Regions from separate parts of the Zea mays genome. Here region 1 is linked to region 2. Evidence: chromatin contacts called from public Hi-C data. All regions are on one chromosome and are shown on one strand. The core of a region is the stretch at or near the end of the contact, and the rest is flanking DNA. Distances in the headings are between cores, read along the strand shown. Region 1 holds the start of LOC103653627 (T-complex protein 11). Region 2 holds the start of LOC100273623 (putative SPRY-domain family protein).

Region 1 (3,529 bases), core at 836-3,335, 160 kb after region 2:
TTTAATCTAGTCGTTTCACCACTACATTGCAACCATCAGTATCATGCAGACTTTGATATATGCCACAAGCACGTCCCACACCTACCGGAAGAAATTCCCTCATACATCGTTAGTCATCAGGCACGCACCACCATACGCGCTTGCTTAGACAAAAAGGCAAGTGTGTGTGTTTGCGAAGAGAATTAAAGGCAGGCAAGCACAAAAGCTACCCCGACGGTGGCGTGGATGGCGAACTGGTCATTGCTGTCAGTCCTTATCTGCGTCACCACCGACGCTGAGATGATGCCACAGTCCTTGATATAGTAGTCATCGAACGCGCGCGATATGGCGAGTATCGACGACTCTTGGTTGGGCTACCAGACGAAGTACACCTCGGTCTCATCAGCGAGGTAGTACACCTAGCCGTTGCACCACCGGATGCGCTACTCCTCTACATACATCATGTTCGAGGAAGCTCACACAACGTTAGCAACGACTGTCGTCCTAGCGCACAAAAATTCATGGTCGTCAGTAGCGACTTACGTGGCAGGTTGGGCTTCAGGTGGACGATGAGCTAGACGACATGATGACGCCGTCGTCGGATGCGGTGCCCAGAACAACCCGAGAGTCGGACATTGGCGACGACCATGAGGTCCCCCTGCTTGACAATAGACAGTGCGGTACATCCGCTCTGGACCGCGTCCAAGCGGCGGCTTGCGCCGAAGCTTGTTGTACACAGCGGCGCATGCGACCACGTAGGACTGCTTCTAGAATTCGAACTGGCAGTCGCTAAGCTTCTTCTCGTCGTCGATGAGCGACGCCAACGCAAGCGGCTCCTGCTAGTGGTGTTTGTCCGGGGTTTCTAAGTAAGAAACATGGATTCATCCTTGGCGTTGGTTTATGAAAATGACTCACAAGTCACATCTATGGAAAAAATATTATGGAGAATAAATGCCACGCATGCAAAAAATGAATTTAAGTTGAAAACATTATTCAAACAAAAGAAATTGCATGCAAGGCTCTTTTTTAAATACTACTCGCTCCATCAAAAATATAATTCAAGAATCTCGGTGATATTTATCTACTACTACACATTGTGCAAGGTTAGCAACTGGGCTTAGGAAAGATGTAGTAGATATTTTTCCTGTCATAGATGTAGATATAAACACATATGTGGTGTAGTGGTAGTTACTACTTGTATTTGCTTGAGGAGTTGTGGGTTCAAATCTCATTAGAGCCATTTGTCTTTTTTAATTTTAGCTAGACGTAGGCTGTACGGGTGAATGAAAATGAGAATAAGCTTTGCGGGGAGGAGAAATGAGAAAGACAGAACAGGGAATGATGACAGAACATAAAATGACATCCTTAACAAGTTGTAGAAATATCATTTTCGAGAGGGTTCTATACTTATCCTAATATTAAGGTTATTTTCACATTTCTATACATATTTCTTTTTTGCAAGTATATCTCTATATTTCTTTTTCCTAAGTATATATCTACATTTCAGTATATATTATATATTTTTATTTTCCGCATCTAAAGCTAAAACGATGCCATCTTAATGAAATGTCAGGCATATACTTCTAATATAAAAAAATACAATTTTAAAAATAGTACTATATCAAAATATACCAAGTTTAGTTAAATTTATAGAAAATACTAATATGTGTCATATTAAATAGATACCATTATATTTTCGGTATGATATATATATATATATATATATATATATATATATATATATATATATATATATATATATATATATATATATATATATATATATATATATATATATATATATATATATATATATATATATATATATATATATATATATATATATACTAGTCACTTAAAATTTGGAACGGAGATGGAGAGAGTACATGATTGTATTTTTATATTTTATTGATTTATCGAATGGTTGGCTAATATCTGTTATTAGGACAAACTATCTACCAAATATTGGTTATCTATTCGAGTAGTGTCTGATATCTTTACTCATTCGAATTATTATCTAATTTTATGTTTTTACATGTCCAAATTATTATCTAATTTTATTTTATATTTATTCTGAATTTTAATTATCCGTATAAATCTTGTATGCGAGAGAATTATATTAAGAAACAATCTAAAAAATATCGTGACGAGATGAACCGGCCGACGCCTGTAACGGCCCCAAGTTCCAAAGTACGAAAGCCAGGAGTTGGCACTCGGCACAGTCGAGTCGAGTGGCGGCCTTCGAGATCTCATCGGTGTTCGTCTCAGCCCAGAAGGGGCTACGGCGCGGAGTCGGCGAGTTCCGAGTGGAACCTGGGTTCGATTCGGTGATCGGCGGCGGAATGGGGGTGCCGGAGGCGGTGGCGCTGGAGATACCTGCGGTGGAGGAGGGGTCGCCGACGCCACTGGCCAGGGTGCCACCAAGGATCAGGCGGAGGCTCCTCCAGGCGGGCAGCGGAGAAAACGGCGGCAAGGCGCCGACGGCCGAGGAGATCGAGACCAAGCTACGCCAGGCGCATCTCCGGAGGCAGGTGTGTTTGTGTTCTCCGTTCCCCCTCGCGTGACGTAGAAATTACTACATTTTGTCCCTGTTGGTTTTGTAGGTGGAAAAGTTAAGATGTTAATATGTTTTATTTATTTAACCGAACTCGGGTTTGAATTTCGTGTTCGGTGTAGTTGCGAGCGGGGATTTTGTACATGTTTTAGTAGTATAATAACATGTAGATCAAAAGGTGTCGGTGGATGCTAAAGTCTGCGTTAGCTTAGGAGCAATTAGCACTCTACCACGCGTCCACACCACACGCATTAGCTGATCAAATCCGGAGTTGCATCATGCTCCACTTCGAGTGTTACATTTATTTGCCAATTCTATTGGCTGTGGAAGCTCGCACTTGGTTAACTAACTAATGCAAGACCATTTCTATGCTTTCGTAGTTTATAGATAAAACTTGATTAGGTGGATTGGTGAACTCTTCATTAGCTTGGCACTGTACCTGACCACATTCAGGAGCTGCATGACAATTGACTTGAGAATTGAGATGTATCTGGAAGCAATTCTATGGACAAAGGAAGCTCATGTTTGGCTAGTTAGCTTTTGCAGAATTTAAGTCATGCTGTTACAGATGAGTTTTTGCTATGTCCTCTATCTTATACGACTTGCTATTCTCCAGCAATTCCATGAAGCATTGTCCTCCAAAGCAAGGCGCTCAATTAAGAGCCCTTCAGGGTCATTGCAGGAGGAGGATCGAGGGCAGCTTCTTGAGGCAAAGCTCCTGGCTGCCAGGCAGAAGAGGTATTCAGAAGAGGAATCCAGTAGGGTACATTACTCTGTTGTATTTGGGAAAAAGGTCTGAAGAAACCCGTGTCCTTTGTAGGTTGACCCTCTTGGAAAAGGAACAGAGCCGGTTGGCTAAGCTGGACAAACTGCGACAGGCTGTTAAGAGTGATGCAGAGATGAGGTTCGAGAGGGAAAGGGAAGAACTCGGAATGAAAGTTGAATCACGGGTTCAAAAGGCTGAGAACAATCGTATGCAACTAATGCATGATCGTT
Region 2 (3,818 bases), core at 1,046-3,545:
TGAAAAGGCATATATATATATATATATATATATATATATATATATATATATATATATATATATATATATATATATATATATATATATATATATATATATATATATATATATATATATATATATATATATATATATATATATATATATATATATATATATATATATATATATATATAACTCCATTCCAAATTATAAGGCATTTTGGCTTTTCTAAATATATTATTTTACTATGTATCTAGACATAGTGTCTAAGCGCACAGCAAAAGCTATGTATCTAGTGTCTTATAATTTAGAATAGGGGGGGTATAAAAAAGCTATCACAGATAGTGCAGCAAATATTGAACACCACATATGACAGAACTTCTTTAAGTAGGACTTTGCATTCCAACATAAATCATCAATTCAACAGTTGATTCACTATATTTTTATATGCGAACCTACAAATCCAAGAATGAATCATTGATAAAGTTATGTCTAAAACTTAAACAAGGAGTAATTAACATGTGTTACTATTGAGGTGTATGACTTGTGACTTTATATGTTGTGTTAGAAGGGGAAACCATCATATATAATGCAAAAGGCAAATGAGTAAATTGCATTTTGGCACAGGTATTACTATCCAAGCCTGACAGATGTATCTGCAACTCCGGTAGGAATACCAGGTGAAACGCAACTTACACCAAATCAAATAGCAATTATGTCACCTAAACAACTAAAGAAAGTGGCAGCTTACTCTTCACCCTGACTATGAACTGCAATTGTAGGATATAGTGGGCCTTTAATTTCTTTTGGAATGGCTCCAACCGGAGCTCCATTTTTCCTGCAAGATGCTACATGTAATTAGATTACAGTGCAGCAATACGCCAATACGTTCTTTAATATAGAGGGCATAAGGTGAAATCCTCAAGAGAAAGAAACAAAACTAATAATACATCACATTCCAACCTGAACATAAAGAATGGCATTGGCATGTCGAAACTAGCAAAGCGCCAAAGAGTGGTACCAGGTGCATATACAAAGACTTGGTTCTTTTCCTAAATTCAAGAATTGACATTCTACGGATGTACTGATAAGAATATTTGCAAAGCTAGAAAGATTTATGGCAAAGTGACATACAAATATATTCGCATCCTATGTTCAGCCAAGAAAAAAATGCCCTAGAAGGTTAATAATAGCCAGTCAAACAAGCAAACACTATCAGTTTACTAAGAACTCCCAAACTTACGTGAAGAAGAACTCCTGTGACAAGTAGTTGATGCCAGCGCCAATTATGTCACCAGATGTGAATTTTGGCCCAAACGGTTCGCCTTTCCCTAGACCCCGGTAAAGGTGGCCGTCGTCACCATGGTATCCACAACTGTTTGACTCCCAACTGGAAAGAACAAAGGACACAAAGGATAAATTTGAGAGAGAGAAAATCAAGTAAGCCACATAAACACTAGCATTTGCAATATGAGGTCAGCTCAAATGTAAAGTAAAGAGGAGAAATCTAGTTAACCAGCAGAAATTCCATAAATCAGAAATAGTCTGGCAGTCTGCGAGAACCAACCTCTTCAATACAGTTAGAAATTTAGCTATAGCATGAAAAACACCTTATGACCTTAACGACAAATAGCCAATCATGATCACATAACTAACATTTGAAGATTTCTGGAACAAATTGTGCACAAATTTATACAAGTGATGCAATTATTGGAAATTACATCCTAAGCTTTCATGATAAATGACAAAACAGAAAATGCAAATCATATATAATCAGAAAAAATAGGGCAGCAATACAAGGGTCCTCACCCCGGTTGTCGCCTCATCTTGAAGCTCTCGCTCGTGAACCCTATGGATGTCTGCCCCTTGTATCCCGCGTTCCTGACGGCCATCTCGAAGTAGTACACGGCCCGGCGCGTGGGAGCGGGGCGGTCGGCCTGCACGACACCGACGTCGTGGCCGTGGTGATGGCTGCCGAGGTATTTCACGGACAACTTGTCCGTAGAGACGACGGAGAAGAGTCCCGAACTGTTGACGGTGTTGAGCTCGGACGGCTCCGGCTCAGCCTCCAGCTCCGGCACCGCGCGGTCCCACTCCGTCTGGGACCGCCACCGCGACGCTAGGCGCATCGGGTCCACCGTCGCCCCTGGCCCCGGGGCTGCCGCCGATGCCGCCTCCGCGTCCTGGTTCGTCACCATTCGCCTATCCACCGCCGAGAAGGAAGAAACAGTATATTAAAAAGAAGCGGAAAATTCACCGAAATTAGGGAAAACGAACGCCGATCCCGACTAAACCCTAGCACGAAGGAAATCGCGGGAACCAGGATTGGACGGGGGCCGAGCTTACCGAAAGGCCGAACGGGCTGGATCGGTGGTTGCTTGCGGTTGCGGGATGGGGACGAGGTCAGTGTAGGACAAGGATGGAGCCGGTGATGAGTTGGAGAGTACACAGAGAAGCAACTGGGTGGCGTACAGACACGGGTGTGATTTGCAGGTTTTCGTGGGGTTGATTTGGTAAATTGAGGCGTTCTTCTCAGAAGAATGTGTATACGAGAGGTGTTAATGTATCACGATCTAAATAATTTCTCATAATCTATACTACCTATTAAGGCTCTAAGGGGTAGGCTGCCTCTGCTTTGTTCTGCCTTCCGACGATCTCAACCGTCCAATACGCTCTAGAGTCTCTCAGCCGTCCGATGCGCGCACTCTCACCCCCACGCATCGCCCCGCCCCACCCGGTCGTCCAACCGTGCGAGCACCCTAGCTCCTCCCGCCGCCTCCTACCCCCCACGAATCCCACCTCCACGATGGCCGATATGCGACGAGCACGGCATCGACCACACCGGAAAGTACGCCGGCGACTCCGACCTCCAGCTCGAGCGTGCGCTCGTCTACTATCAGGTGCGTTGAAGGATACAATTTGGGGCTGGTTGGATCTCCGCGCCTACACCACCTCCTCTTTTTTCTTGTGATAGTTTGACGGTGCTCTTGGTTGTTGTTGCAGGCTCCGGGCTGGTGGCGTCGCCAGCAAGCGCAAGAAGGCCGCCACGAGCGGCAAGCCCAAGCGACCGCCCTCCGCCTTCTTCGTCTTCATGTGAGTTCTCGCTGCCTCGGTGAGTCATTTACTCAGATCTCTAGATCTATGCTCTAAGATCTTGTACCACCCACTCGCCCGTCCGCGCTGCGCGGCGTAGTCATCCCTGTCCGCATCCGCCTCGCTCCCTCTGCCACAACAAATTTGTACTCCTCCCACTCGATGGCCATGGGTGTGTCCTCCTCCGGCAACCCGTCCCCAAAGGCGCACGAGCATCGGGAGCAGGAGACCCTCGCCTCGTCGCTCTCTCCCTCCCGTTCCTCTGTGCCGCCTTCTCCCACTCCGCCACTAACGCTCTACCGGATGCCCTCACACCACCGTCTGCCTTCTTTTGTCTGCCCAGATCCCCGCAATCGCCTCCCAGTTCTTCGTTCGGCCACGGAGGCGCCGCAATGGAGGGGAGTGTCGTGTGGGTCCAGTTCCTCAGAGGGTTCAACCGCTACTGCGCGCGCATGACGACCTCCCGCTCCCTCGCGTGTACGTCGCTGCCTGCGCTGGCGCGGGGGCGCCCTGTGGCATCTAGCTCCAGTCGGACGAAGGGGGCAGTGACGAGGACGGGAACGTCATGGGGAAGCTGGCAGCAGAGGAGATAGTGGTGTGAGGGCCGGTTGACCCCCATCTCCCCCGCTGTTTCTTTGCTTTGCTTTCTAGGGGGTGTAGAAGCTGGAGCGGGCTGCCACTAGCAACTCTACGAGAGAAGCTGCCCAGGTTCCTGCAGAAGTGCGCTTCGAGTCTGACCCCCT

What was found. A called contact is a pair of places that touch in the nucleus more often than the background predicts.
Region 1: a Hi-C map of ear shows a contact between it and region 2, with 4 times the contacts expected there. The contact joins the promoter of LOC103653627 here to the promoter of LOC100273623 in region 2. A contact is called at or near these places in 4 of 25 Hi-C or Micro-C datasets (ear, endosperm, leaf and 1 more).

The regions. Positions count from the first base shown.
Region 1 is chr4:121,615,347-121,618,875 of Zm-B73-REFERENCE-NAM-5.0, forward strand. It overlaps LOC103653627 (T-complex protein 11), which reads left to right and starts at 2,086. Exons shown (of 12, transcript XM_008680471.3): 1 at 2,086-2,510; 2 at 3,150-3,271; 3 at 3,354-3,529. The coding sequence starts at 2,322.
Region 2 is chr4:121,452,749-121,456,566 of Zm-B73-REFERENCE-NAM-5.0, forward strand. LOC100273623 (putative SPRY-domain family protein) reads right to left here and starts at 2,296. Exons shown (of 10, transcript NM_001148039.1): 1 at 1,792-2,296; 2 at 1,226-1,372; 3 at 734-820. The coding sequence starts at 2,180.